Linked DNA regions of Podarcis muralis: region 2 is linked to region 1. A link is a contact called in public Hi-C data. All regions are on one chromosome and are shown on one strand. Each heading gives the region's core, a stretch centred on a gene start, on an enhancer-like site or on the middle of the called end of the contact. The rest is flanking DNA. Distances are from core to core; before and after follow the strand shown.

Evidence for each region. A called contact is a pair of places that touch in the nucleus more often than the background predicts.
Region 2: a contact with region 1 is called in a Hi-C map of blood, with 4 times the contacts expected there. The contact joins the promoter of SCG3 here to the promoter of LEO1 in region 1. A contact is called at or near these places in 2 of 3 Hi-C or Micro-C datasets (blood and tail).

What each region holds. Positions count from the first base shown.
Region 1 is chr14:10,987,144-10,994,755 of rPodMur119.hap1.1, forward strand. It overlaps LEO1 (LEO1 component of Paf1/RNA polymerase II complex), which reads right to left and starts at 3,864. Exons shown (of 12, transcript XM_028706168.2): 1 at 3,707-3,864; 2 at 1-402. The coding sequence starts at 3,764. It overlaps LOC114584146 (tropomodulin-3), which reads right to left. Exons shown (of 11, transcript XM_077919060.1): 11 at 6,781-7,612.
Region 2 is chr14:11,214,499-11,221,358 of rPodMur119.hap1.1, forward strand. It overlaps SCG3 (secretogranin III), which reads right to left and starts at 5,128. Exons shown (of 11, transcript XM_077918521.1): 1 at 4,532-5,128; 2 at 3,523-3,575. The coding sequence starts at 4,622.

The DNA of each region.
Region 1 (7,612 bases), core at 2,614-5,113:
CACTTCTGTCCTCCCTTTCCCATTTTTCATCCTCAGAGTGTGCTTTGTCAGAGCCTTCTGCCTCAGAGTGGTGGCTGCCTTCATCTGACCTGTGATCCTCTTCATCCTCGTCCTCCTCGTGAGCAGCTTCAGAGCCACTGTGCTGGTCCATATCTGACTGGTCATTATCCTCATGTTCAGAATGCCCTGAGCCTTCCGAGCGATTGTAGGATCGTTCAGACCGGTTATCACTGCCACTATGGTGAGAGGCGCCATCATCCTCGCTGTCGTCACCAAACAATTCTTTGTTACTGGGTTTCAAAGCCTCTCGGTCGTCATCTCTGTCGCTCTCGCTACCAGAAATATTACTGATGGAGCCAACAGGCTCCTGGTCAGAGTCTGAATCTGACCCAGAATCAGAATCTGTGAAAACCAAACAAACATAAAAGGACAACGTTAGCAAGAGGAAAAGAGTCAGATAACATGTATAAAAATCAACTGACCAATACCATTTTACAGTGGTACCTCGAGTTACATACGCTTCAGGTTACAGACGCTTCAGGTTACAGACTCCGCTAACCCAGAAATAGTACCTCGGGTTAAAAACTTTGCTTCAGGATGAGAACAGAAATCGCACGGCGGCGGTGCAGCAGCAGCAGCCCCCCATTAGCTAAAGTGGTGCTTCAGGTTAAGAACAGTTTCAGGTTAAGAACAGACCTCCGGAACGAATTAAGTACATAACCAGAGGTACCACTGTATTTATGTTCACCTAGTCAAAAGGAAGCAAATCCATCAGATATATGCAATTTGAAGAACTAGTCACTTTGCTGAAAACACTGACAGAAGTGAAAAATCATAATTTAAGTAGTAGTCCAGGAACAATCCTGACTCAAGTACTACGTAGAAGTAAAGCAAATGTTGACTGAAAATGGGCAAAACAGTAAAAACAGGTTCAGGTGGATAGCTGTGTTGATCTGTCATAGTCATAATAAATAACAAGATGGCAGTTGGTTCCATAGGGAAGGACAAGGGATTTTTAAAGCGATAGATGATCAAAATTAGCTTTAGTATGTATAATGGGACATGAATCCAATATCTCTATTCAGACCAGGTCTCTCCATAGTTTTTAGTTTGGTAATAAGTTGTAATTCAGCAACTTCTCTTTCAAGTGTATTTCTAAAATTCTTTTGCAGTAAGGCAGCTACTTTAAGATCTTGTATAGAATGTCCTGGAAGATTGAAGTAAAAACAGGATAGCCTGAACCATTATGTCCAAGCTTGATCACTGAGATCACCTGCAGGAGCGTCACTTTTAAATTGTCAACTTTAAATTGTCTATACAGGCAATTCAGACTGCATCTTTCCACAATGGTTAATTAATGTCTATTTTAACTTTTTAAATATGATTTTTATTGTATGTTGTATGTATTATTACTGTAAACTACTTGGGTATTTTTCTTTTTACCACATAGTGTATAAATATTTTCATAAGTAAAAAAAAACAATATTTAAGACACTGCTATTTAGTCCCATTATGCTATAAACTGGCCCATAAAGATCAGCTCTCCTGGTCATCTGTGCAAAATAAGAATCACCACGAGATGACCACATAAGAAAAATATTATCCAAGCTGGCTTATCCCCAGCTTTTAAGCCACGTATGACTGGCATGAGAATGTGACTGATAGGTAAACTGGCAATTACTGTTATTGACTAGTAACTTTTGTGGTTTTATTTATGAGGATGCTATAGACTGACTTGACAACAACCGACACGGTCACAGCATTTTGGTGCTGGCTAGGGCTGACAATAGTTGTAGTACAAAACACCTGCAGGGAATCAGTCTGAGGATGGGTGACTTAATGATATTTGCATTTGGGCAGAAATTACATTTTTTATCTTGCACTACACCACTCTGCTTGCCAATATGACAACCATCACACATCGAACCCTAAACAGCCTGTCTAAAAAAGGTCTCCCTTGCTTGTTTTCTTTTTCTTTCTTTCTTTTTTAAAAGACACCAAGACCTTGGATCTAGTGCACAGAACCAGGTAGTGTACAGCTTGGAGATCACCACAATAAAAATCCCTTGTTTGATAGTGGCCTCCAGTTTAATAGATGGTGGGTCTGCCCAAAGAGTAGGAAGACACACATATCTGTTTCTGAGAAATCTGATTCAAGGTCCACAAGTGTGTCATGGAGTACACCAGTCTCCTGTGATCTGAGAAAAAAACCCCACGGCAAACCACTATGTAAAACAATACACGCTAGCAGCATTGTTTAAGATGTTCTTGCAGGGTACCTAAAATGAAGAAGAATTTCAGAACAGAGGTGCATGGGTGAGAAGGGGGATGGAGACGAATGAACAGACAGAGACCACAACATTGTGACCAGATGAAAAGGAAATTACAGTCGTACCTTGGATCCCGAAGGCCTTGGTACTCAGATGTTTTGGATCCCGAATGCCGCAAACCCGGAAGTGAGTGTTCCGGTTTGCAAACGGTCTTTGGAACCCTAATGTCCAAAGTGGCTTCCATGGCTTCCAATTGGCTGCAGGACCTTCCTGCAGCCAATCAGAAGCCGTGCTTTGGCTTCTGTTTTGGAAGTCGAACGGATTCGACTTCCAAGGTACGACTGTATTGTACCTTTAACAGTGGCACATAAGGATTGCAGTGTTTCCCAAACTTCAGTCCCCAGCTGTTGTTGGACTGCAAATCCCATGACTCCTGACCCTTGGTCCTGCTAGCTAGGCATGATGGGAGTTGTAGCTCAACAGTTGGGGACCCAAATTTGAGAAATACTGGATTATAGTAACCATAGCTTGTGACAAAAGCATGAGAAAAGTCCCCCCCCCCGGTTGTCACGCAGCTGTTAAAAGGTACAGAAACCATGCCTTCCTTTGCACTTGCCCCATTCACATATTGCGAGTTTTGGAGTTTCAAACCAGTCTCACAAGCCCCAACTTATAGAAGGATGAGAAGATGAAACTGTGAACGGGGGGGACGGACAACTGAAATCTGATTGCAGGTAAATCAGCGCTCACAGTTGGGTCGGGGGAGAGACACTCAGGTAAGATTCAACCCATCGCTCACTGTCAGCCTAGCCTCCCTCACGGGGTTGCAAGAATGAAAAACGGGGCAGGGGCGGGAAACAAACTTGAAAGCATCCAGCCCTCTTCTCCCGCCTCATCCCAGCTGCATTGCAAATATGGCACTTTGCTCATGTTCAGAGGAACTCTTTTTTCTGCATGGCATTTTGCTCATGCTCAGAGGCACTCTTTTTCCTGCATGGCACTTTGCTCATACTCAGAGGAACTCTTTTTCTGCATGACACTTTGCTCATGCTCAGAGGAACTTTTTCCTGCATGGCACTTTGCTCATGCTCGGAGGAACTCTTTTTCCTGCATGGCACTTTGCTCATGCTCAGAGGAACTCTTTTTCTGCGTGGCACTTTGCTCATGCTCAGAGGAACTCTTTTTCTGCATGGCATTTTGCTCATGCTCAGAGGATCTCTTTTTCTGCATGGCCGCCTCTCGTGCACTCTGGTACCAAAACAAGCCTTGGGGCTGAGCTCCGGGCGCGAACAAGAAAGAGGAGAGAATTTGAAAGGAATCAAAAGGCGGCGGGGGGGAGGTTAAAAGCCAAGGCCTCCTTCCGCGCATGCGTGACACAATGCGATATGCCCCCTCCCCCGGCGTCCGTGTCTCCCCCCCCCCCCCGCCCACGTTACCTTTTTGCTCCGGCTCGGTGTCAGCATCGCTGCCGAACAGCTCCTCCATGTCCGCCATGGCGAGGGGGAGCCCAATTTCCTCAGGCCACCTCAGCGGACCCGGCGGCAGGGCTAGCGGAAGAGGGCGCCTTCTCGTGACGTAAAACAACTGCGACTGAGGGGGGAGGAGTCGTGCCTAGATTTACAATAAGTGAGAGATAGAATATAGAGCGGTTACAGACACTTCCGGTTTAAAATGAAAACCAAACGGCATTCACTTGCGTTAAACCGGAAGTGACCGCGTGGGCGGGCGGTAGTGGTTCGCATAGAGATAGAAATACAGAGTCATCTCAATCTATATAGAGATAAAAATCCTGTGCTGCAGTGGGTCAGGACGTCTGGCTGTTAACCAGAAGGCTGCTGGTTCGAGCCTACCCAGGGATGGCTGTGGGCAGGATTAGGTTGGCGGTTCAAATCCCCACGACGGGGTGAGCTCCCGTTGCTCAGTCCCTGCTCCTGCCAACCTAGCAGTTCAAAAGCACGTCAAAGTGCAAGTAGATAAATAGGTACCTGTTATGTATTGAATTGAATAGGATCCAAAATGCAGCAGTCTGATTGGTCCTAGAACAATAGGATCCAAAATGCAGCAGTCTGATTGGTCCTAGAACAATGGAACAGTATGGTTGGTCAGCAGGAGCCACCCAATCCAGCTCCAGGTGGAAGTGAATCCACAACCTGATTGGCCTACAGGAGAATCCCGGAATTAGCCAATCGCATGCAGCCCATTGTGTAAATAATATATATAAAGCAGATATTGTGGGGGAACTTCCATTCCTCCTCACCACTATGAGCTGAATAAAGAGCATGGAATCCACACTCGACTCTGAGTATATTTCAGTACCGCTTTGGCGGGAAGGTAAACGGCGTTTCCGTGCGCTGCTCTGGTTCGCCAGAAGCAGCTTAGTCATGCTGGCCATGTATGCTGGTTCCCTCGGCCAATAAAGTGAGATGAGCGCCGCAACCCCAGAGTCAGCCACGACTGGACCTAATGTTCAGGGGCCCCTTTACCTTTAAGCAAGCTATAAGCTTAGGGCCCCACTCTCTTGGTGGCCCCCCAAAAAATTTAAGGGGGGGGGGGAAACTGGATGTACATTTCCAAAATATAAGATAAAAAACAAATAAAATAAAACCTACATACAGCAACAGTGTTTTGTGTTGTGTAGGCTCTTATTTGTTATGTGCAAATAGCTTTAGATACCTATTAGGTCCATAACTGACCCTATAGCATATATTCCCAGACATATATGGAATACTGCTGTCTCTAGCATTGTCCGGGTGGAAATTTGTAGTTATCCAGGAAAATATGTATGGCAGCCCATGTCGGCAGTGCCAATTTCCCATAAACAACTCTGGGCAAAGCTCAACAACTTTTCCGTCCGGATTTTCACTCTTTGAAATATGGCAACCCTATCTCAAGGAGCTGGATGCAGGCTAATGCAAGCTAAAGGGAGAGAGATTTGATTTTTACTCTGATCGTAGTTATGTTATGTATATTTAAGAAGAACATATGCTCAAATATGCATATGTCTTATACATATTTTTGGATGCATCATTTATGTTTTTGTACCTGTTTTTTTAAGAATAGGATTCAGAATGCAGCAGGTTAGGATTCAGAAAGCAGCAGGTTAGTAAAGCTTTGAATAGTAATTATGGGTCTGGACGATTTTTTCTTCCAAAAGGAGTCAGCTTTTATGCATCCATGCTGCACAATATTAATATCTGCAGTAGAACCACCCTGCTAGATCAAGCCAATGGCCCATCTATTCCAACATCCTGCTTTCATGGTGCCAACCAGAAGCCTACAGGCAGCTCACAAGCACGGCCGGCAGGTAAGCAGCACCTGTGGTTCCCAGCAACTCAGGGCCTATTCAGAGCTTTATTGCCATTATTATTTATTGAATTTCTATAGCGCCCTTCATCTGAGGACCACGGGGTGGTTTATAATATAAAAACACAAAAATACGTAACATAGCAACAGAGAGCAATAACTCCACTCCCTGCCCCAGTTTAAAAGGCCATATTTCTTCCAATTAGTCAAAAGCCTGGGAGAAGACCAACCAACAGGTGTCTCCAACATCTGGAGGGCAACATGTTGACTGCCCCTGCACTGATGCCTTAAAAATATCTCATCAGTCCTACCATCTTCCCTCTTGTCTGATAGCCCAATGCAACTTATGTGCTTGGTAGCTGTGAATGCAGCCCCATGGGGTAAAAGGAAAGGAAAGCATTGATAGCTGGTTAGAGCATGGCATGCCAAGGTTGTAGGCTCGATCCCATGTGGGACAACTGCATATTCCTGCATTTCAGGGCGTTGGACTTGGATGATCCTCAAGGTCCATTCAAATTCTGTGATTCTATGATAAAGAGGGAATATATGTCTTCTTTCTGCATGGTGAGGAAGGGGAATCCCAATGGTTGGTTATGAAAGTTTTCTCTGACTTTATAGATGCCGATTATCTCCCTTAGCAATTTAATAACAAAGCGGTAGTGGGGTTGGAATGCAAGACGATCCACAAGATCTATGTGCTTTCTTTTTTGAACCATCCAATCCCCAACTGAACCAAGTTGGTCACCAGAGTGACATGTACACGAAGCATTTCAGGATGAGAAAACCACTGCAGTGACTACCGTATTTTTTGCTCTATAAGACTCACTTTTTCCCTCCTAAAAAGTAAGGGGAAATGTGTGTGCGTCTTATGGAGCGAATGCAGGCTGCGCAGCTATCCCAGAAGCCAGAACAGCAAGAGTGATTGCTGCTTTCGCTGCGCAGCGATCCCTCTTGCTGTTCTGGCTTCTGGGATTCAGAATTTTCTTGTTTTCCTCCTCCAAAAACTAGGTGCATCTTATGGTCTGGTGCGTCTTATAGAGCGAAAAATACGGTACTTGAGAAACACAAAGATGCAGACCATGGACCTCAATTTCTTTCTTTCTTGGACCTAAATTTTTGATATAAAGGAATGCCTTCCAAATCACATGAAACAATAAACCTACTTAAAGCGGGAGAAAAACCACCTTGTAATAATACTTTGAAAAAATCATTTGGATATTTTTATTACAATAACAGCAGCATACAGCGCTGGCATTCCTATATATTCCCATTCATGTTTTTTCCCCACAGAAACTTTGCCCAAAGATTCGAGAAAGTTTATAGCTTACAAACAGTATTATCTGTATCAAAAATAGTAAGAGAAGATAACATTTGTAAACAGTATTAAGTGGAAACACAGTATTTTGTCATATAGTATTCTGTTCAAGATCTTGAAAGTGGAGCCTAAAGCCAAGAGTTGTTTATTGTTGTTTTTAAAAAAGGGTAAGTGCATATATTTTAAAACATAAAGCAGTCTCTCACCTCAGCAAGAACCATTAGACTAAAAATGCACAACACCTTTTTGGGAAATGGCCCAGTTCTACAGTCATTTCTGAACCATCATTGTATGTAGACTTTCATGATATGTGCCCTTAACAGTAAGCTTAGTGAACCGGAATGAAGTATGAAAAGTCAGACAATTGCACTGCATTATAGTGTGCAACTCAGAAAGCTTTAAGTTCCAAGGAGTAGAAACAGGAATGCATACAAAACTAGAAAGAGTTAAAGTATCCTCAGAAGTCCTATCTCAAAAGGACAATTTGATGGCTTAGAGCAGGTTCCCTGCCTCTTTTCTCTACTCCTAGAGAAGATTGCTTGGCATTAAAAGGATGCCTGCTTCTATTCCACTAGGACAATGATCACTGAACTCTCTCAGGCTAGCTACCAGCTCACACAGACCTCTAAACTTAGGTGCTGCTAAATGCTCATATCACCATAATACTGATGGTCCATCTGGGCCAAAAGGAGCCAACGTGATTCTCTCCAGGTGCTTCTTAACT
Region 2 (6,860 bases), core at 3,878-6,377, 230 kb after region 1:
CCACCACAGCGTCTTTTGTCCTTTTCCCAGGAGGTGATGGAAGCATTTCCCTAAATAAAAGATTCTGGACTAGACCCTTTAATGCCAATTTGTGCTCTTTTCATGGAGAATTTCCTTTCTTTTGTGGGAAGCTGCTCTTTTTTGAAAATTGACTTGGAGGGAGGGGGGGCATTCAAAGCTGCAGCCCTCTGCACACTTTCCTGGGAGTAAATCTCATGGAATACAGTAGGACGTCCTTCTGAATAAACATGTCAAATGCCATATTTTTATTGACTGCTGCGAGACATCACCTTGCCAACAAAGGTCCGTATAGTTAAAGCCATGGTTTTCCCAGTAGTGATGTATGGAAGTGAGAGCTGGACCCTAAAGAAGGCTGATCGCCGAAGAATTGATGCTTTTGAATTATGGTGCTGGAGGAGACTCTTGAGAGTCCCATGGACTGCAAGAAGATCAAACCTCTCCATTCTTAAGGAAACCAGCCCTGAGTGCTCACTGGAAGGACAGATCCTGAAGCAGAGGCTCCAATACTTTGGCCACCTCATGAGAAGAGAAGACTCCTTGGAAAAGACCTTGATGTTGGGAAATATGGAGGGCACAAGGAGAAGGGGACGACAGAGGATGAGATGGTTGGACAGTGTTCTCGAAGCTACCAGCATGAGTTTGACCAAACTGCGGGAGGCAGTGGAAGACAGGAGGGCCTGGCGTGCTCTGGTCCATGGGGTCACGAAGAGTCGGACACATCTAAACGACTAAACAACAACAACACACCCCGGTGGTGTTTTGATACCAAAGGGTTTTTTGTGTGTTTGGCATCAAATTTGTCCATTTTTAATTTTTTATTTAAAAAACATGTTGGGGAATTTGTTTGTTTGTTGCTAATTTTAATGATGAAGATCGAGTAATAAAAAATGATTTTAAACAGTATTCCACAGCTGATGGGAAAGCCTTTTGGAAGGCAGCCTTGAGAACTGCAGCTTTTGCCACACCCACTTTCGCTCTCTATGCCTACCGTGATATGCAGCCCTTGGAGGCTTGGGTGTGGGTCACTGCAGCCCTCAATCTGCCCCCCAAAGAGCTAGCCGCCACTGGCATACATCAAAGGTCACATAACGTTTAAGTTTACGTACAGTGGCTAGAAAGGTATAAGAAGGCACAAAGAACTTAGGAGGGAACACAAAAACCAGAACTTAGGAGGGTACAATAACTAGAGATAAGTGACTTTTGAGGCTGGGATATAAGTATAAAACTATTATTAGAGGTGTGGTAATTTGAGGGGTTCCTGCGATTTGGAAAGTGGGTATTTTTAGATGGGAACAGGTGGGAATAACCTTGATAATCATAAGAGAAGGCATCATGACCAGGTTTGACATTTGGGTAAAACGTATCTGGGAATGAGAAGGAGAGAAAGGTGGCCACTTCTGAAAATTCAAGGATCTCTTGCAAGAATATATATCTGTTCTTCTGTTCCGCTCCTCCGTCCCCAAATGTGGCTCTTTAATCTCTTCCATAAATCCTGCATACTTTCACTCTTAAAATGACCTTGCTGTTCGGTTCAAAGTATGGTTAGTATACCACGGACCAGGTTTTGCTCTGTGGGAGGGGTTTGTAGGACTAGTCAGGAGACAGCTTGTCCATTTTTAAAGCCTCTGGGTGTAATATACCGATAGGGTTGAAAATGAACTATGACTTTTATAAGATGCAGTCGTACCTCGGAAGTCGAACGGAATCTATTCCGGAAGTCCGTTCGACTTCCAAAACGTTCAGAAACCAAAGCACGGCTTCTGATTGGCAGCAGGAAGCTCCTGCAGCCAATCGGAAGCCGCGGGAGCCCCATCAGACATTCGGCTTCCAAAAATAGTTTGCAAACCGGAACACTCACTTCTGGGTTTGCAGTGTTTGGGAGCCAAAATGTTCGAGAACTAAAGCTGTTCGAAAACCAAGGTATGACTGTGCTTTGAATGCAGGCTGGAACAGAGAGAGTGAGAGACAGGGAGCCATTGTGGGGTAGTGGCCAGAGTGGTTGGACTGAGGCATATGAGACTGGGGGTCTAGACCCCTCACAGCTATGAAGCTCACTGGGTGACCTTGGGTCGGTCAATCACTGTTTCTTAGCCTAACAGCATGGTTGTTGTGAGGATAAAATGGGAAGGGGGGAACCATGAGCTCCTTAGAGGGAAGGTGGAATATAAATGAAATAAATTGTGTGCGTAATAAATAAAAGAAAGCCACCAGGCTTTAAGTTCTATTGATTCCATCTGGGTAGGAAACTCTAGTCCTTGGAGACAGGCTACACTTGATCAGCCTGGTGGGAGATTAGGCACCTCGTGCTCAGAAATACTTTTATTTATAACCTCGTTTATGTCTCTTTAAAGAAGGAACATGACACTAAATTCACATGGCTGAAAGAGGCTATGAAGGCTAGAAGGGAACAGTTCTTGCAAGAATCCCCCCACCTCCCTTACATACTGTTAAGACATTGCATATCCAGAGGTTACAAGCATCTGAAATCAATACAGAGTGAAGCCAAGATATCAATTATTGTGTTCAGGGTGCTCTGGAGCTTTTCATGTTGCTTAGGACTAGATGACTGTAGGGGTGCTTTCCAACTCTGCAATTCTCTGAATCTATGAATCTAAGTAAGCCATGTTGATCACAGTGGGACTTACCTCTGAGTAAATATGGCCTGTACGAGACAAATTCTCAGGGTAAGTGAAAAAGAATGGCGCACTATTGGATTTCCCTGCTATATGTGTCTACTGAATAATTTGTAAGTTGTCATGACAGAAGACACTGGCTGGGCTAGAAGTGAGCTCTGGAAACATGTGCTTGTTTGACTAGTTAAATGATTTTCTTCTTGAACTCTAACTAGCCTGCAACATTCAAGAATCTTAGGACACCTTCAGAAGACTAGCATAGTTATTATGTCACGAGCTTTTAGCACATCAAGAGTCTACTTTATCAGATTTATTCCTCCAATGAATTAGCCTGCCATCCTCACCCCACTTAGCTGGGAGTAAGCTCCATTTGATTCAGTAAAACTTACTTCTGAGTAGACGTGGTTAGGATCGCACTGTTATATTTCTTACCTGCTGAAAGCTCCCACCACAAATAAGGCTGCAATGACTTGCTTGGGTGTAAGAGCCATTGAACTCTGTGGGCTTACAACCAAGTATATTTGTACAAGTTAGTTGAGATAGTTATTAATCTTTATGGCAACATGAGACTTCATTCCCTCCGCCCCCCCCACTAGTCTTACAACAGCTCACATGGCCTACCATTCTTCCATTCATCTCATCAAACTGTTGGGACTCTCCTGACAATTAAAAGCAGGGCTATCTGCAACAACTTCAAAGAGAATTTGTATTTTACATGTCTTTAAATTAGTTTTTATTTTTATTTTTATTATTTTATTTTATTTTTCATTTTCTTGTTTTATCATTTGGGTGTTCACCATCCTGGGCTCCTTTGGGTGGAAGGGCAGGATAGACATTTAATAAATAAATAGACCCTGGTTTTACCTACCTGTTCTTCTAGTGGTCTCTCTACACTTAATTCTCTGTTGTGTAAAGCTTTATCTAGAAAAGAGACACACATATACATATAATTGTGGTATGCAGTCTCTCTCTCTCTCTCTCTCTCTCTCTCTCTCTCTCACACACACACACACACACACACACACACACACTAACAATAAACAAGTTATAGTATTAAACAATCTACCCTTAATACCATGCATGTATTTAAACATCAGTTCCTGGGATATAAATATTGAAGATGCTGAAGCTAAATCTGTAATCCTATGCATACTTTTCAGGAGGTAAGCCCCACTGAACTTCTGAGGAAATATGCATAGGATTACATTGTACGTCACAGAAAGGAAGGAGGGTACAGTTTGCCTGGTTCCTGCCTTTGTTTAGGAAATTAGCCTTGAATATCTCCTTCACGCTGGACTGTTCCTACATTTTCTCAAGCAGAAAACCAACACACACACACGCATAAAAAAGAAAAACCTCACATAAGCGCTGGACTAAAATAGCAGTAATCTAATCGGATTGGAATAATCAAGAGCTTAAAAGATTTTATGACATTCAGAGCAATCCCCACAAAGAGAGACGTGGAAAACTGCTGCACTACAGATCAGGCTGTCTCAGAATACACTCCAGAATGAAGAAAATCTAGCATAAAAAAGAGAATAAACATTCATTTCCTTCCAATTATCCGGGGTGGGTGTGGGTGGGTGGAAGAGAAATATGCCATTTTGCTTTTTACCTTGGCACACTTATCCACCTTGTTCAGCTATGACCCTTGGCAGTGATTTCAAAACAGAATGGCATGTAATATGTCGATAGTCACTAGAGGAAACTGGATCAACTTGGTTAAATAAAATAAAATAAAGTGTCCCAATTCTCACAGCTATGCAGGAATGAATGATCAGAAGAGATGACCCACCTACCCAACACTGGGAAGTTTCAAAATAGGGGCTGTGCCTTTCAAAATAGGTGCTATACCTTTTACCTTTTAAAGTACCTACCTCCTCTAGTGCCCTCGGGCTTGGGGAATCCATGTACCTGGCCTACAATCAGTGCCAGCACCGGTATCAATAAGGACAGCTTGAGAAGCATCCTCCCGTGTGTTAGGTCTTCTTTGCTGCTCTGACCGTGGCTTTGGAGAAAGGTTTGCGGCAAAACCAGAGAGGAGAGGATCCCCTGGCTGCTTCAGCAAGATAAAAAATTGCTTCCCTCCCTTCTTTCCAGCAGGCTTTGTGTGTCAATGCCTCCCTTGGCGGACCTAGACTGAACCCAACTGGCAGCGGCACCTCGCCCGCCGCAATGGGAGCTGTCCAGCACTCTTGGTGCTGAAATCACAGGAGCCGCAGCTGCAGCTCACCGCTCCGGGATAAGGCTCGAGCCCTTATTGCTCAGCCTCCTCCTCCTTTTCTTCCCTTGCCCTGATCGATAGGCGAGCGAGGTCCTTTCCCCGCTGAAAGCTCCGGACAGGGGTGGGAGGAGAAAGAAGGGGAGGAGATCGGGGAGGAGAATGGGAGGGAGGGGGGCTGCGGATGTGGGAGCATGCGTGCACCACCTGGACCTACACGCAGCTCTCTAGCCCAGCCCAGCCTGTTGGATAAAGCTGCTCTATCCGAGCCAGCAGCAAGCCTTGAAATCCACAGGCAGGGGATTCCTGCCTCCGGAATTGCATGCATACAAAATCTCCACCCACAGAACGCCCCTGTGCCCATTCTAAGCAGAGGAAAAGGTCAAGAGCGTTGACGGTGATCTATATCTCTATTCTGCAAGCAGCATCTGTTTAAATGATGTGCAAGGCATATGATTCACATTTATGACGTGCAGCAACTTGGCTTCTCAATCACCAAGGCTGGAGAGTGAGAACAGCATTGTTTCATCTGTTAGGCGATTATTATTATTTTTTTAAGGGGAAGGCTGTTAAGGCAGAATCAGGGAACCTCAGCCAATCTGGTGAGCTTTCTGGAGAAAGACTCCATCTGCAGACAGTATAGAAAAGCAAGTTGTTGCGATGGATGGGTTTTCCCTTGGCAAAATTCAGACCCGTTGCAGCAGCAGCAAGCGAGCATAATAGCTAAATCACCACCCCCACATTCCACTCACACCCTTCTGCACAGAGCAGTTTCATCTTTCCTGAGCTGCAGAGCATGATAAATCAGTTTAGCCACAGTTCACCTTTTATCTTCTATCTTGTGAAGAGCAGAAATGTGCGCGCATACACAGACATACACACATGTTTGAGAGGTGAAAAAAGATCTTTTTAGGCTTCTTTATGAGTTTTCAGAGGTGTATATTAAACAGTATCCAGAGAGCCTTGTGGCACCTTCAAGGCCAACAAATTTATTGTGGCATAATAAACTGTTTGTGTGGAAATAGAAACAGTGGGATTACAGGGAAAAGAAACACAAAGAAATGCAGACAGTAATAACTGATTGCTGCTTTGCTTCTGGGCCCAATTCAAGGTGCTGACATTAGTGCTTAATACCCTATTCTACCCAGGTCCCAAATACCTGAAAGGCGGCCTCCCTCCCTACAGACCTTCTTGGGTGTTAATAGTGGCAGAGGGGTTCTTATTGGTTGTTCCCTTGCCCTCAGAAGCTTGGGGTGAAGGCGGCCCAGAAGAGGGCCTTCTCTGTGGCAGCTCCAAGCTGTGAAACTCTCTTCCCACAGAGCTGCATCTGGCATCTTCAATATACAGATTTCAGTAAATACCAAACACACCTCTTTTAAAGAACCAACTTATTCTGTGGTTATAAGTTGTTTTAAGCTGCTTTTAACATTGTGTTTTAATTCTTGTAACCTGTCCTGAGACCTTAGGTTGAAGGGTGGCTAATCAATTAAATAATAATAATAATAATAATAATAATAATAATAATAATAATAATAATAATAATAAATAATATACAGTGGTACCTCAAGTTCGCATACGCTTCAGGTTACATACACTTCAGGTTACAGACTCCACTAACCCAGAAATAGTACCTCGGGTTAAGAACTTTGCTTCAGGATGAGAATAGAAATCGTGCTCCGGCGGTGCGGCAGCAGCAGGAGGCCCCATTAGCTAACCCAGAAATAATACTTCAGGTTAAGAACTTTGTTTCAAGAAGAGAACAGAAATTGCGTGGCGGTGGCACAGCGGCAGTGGGAGGCCCCATTAGCTAAAGTGGTGCTTCAGGTTAAGAACAGTTTCAGGTTACGTACGGACCTCTGGAACGAATTAAGTACTTAACCAGAGGTACCACTGTATTTTATGTGGTGAATATTGTAACATAAATCATGGGGCCATCTTGGTAGTTCCAGGAGCTCAGAGTCCAAAATCTTATTAATCAGCCTGAA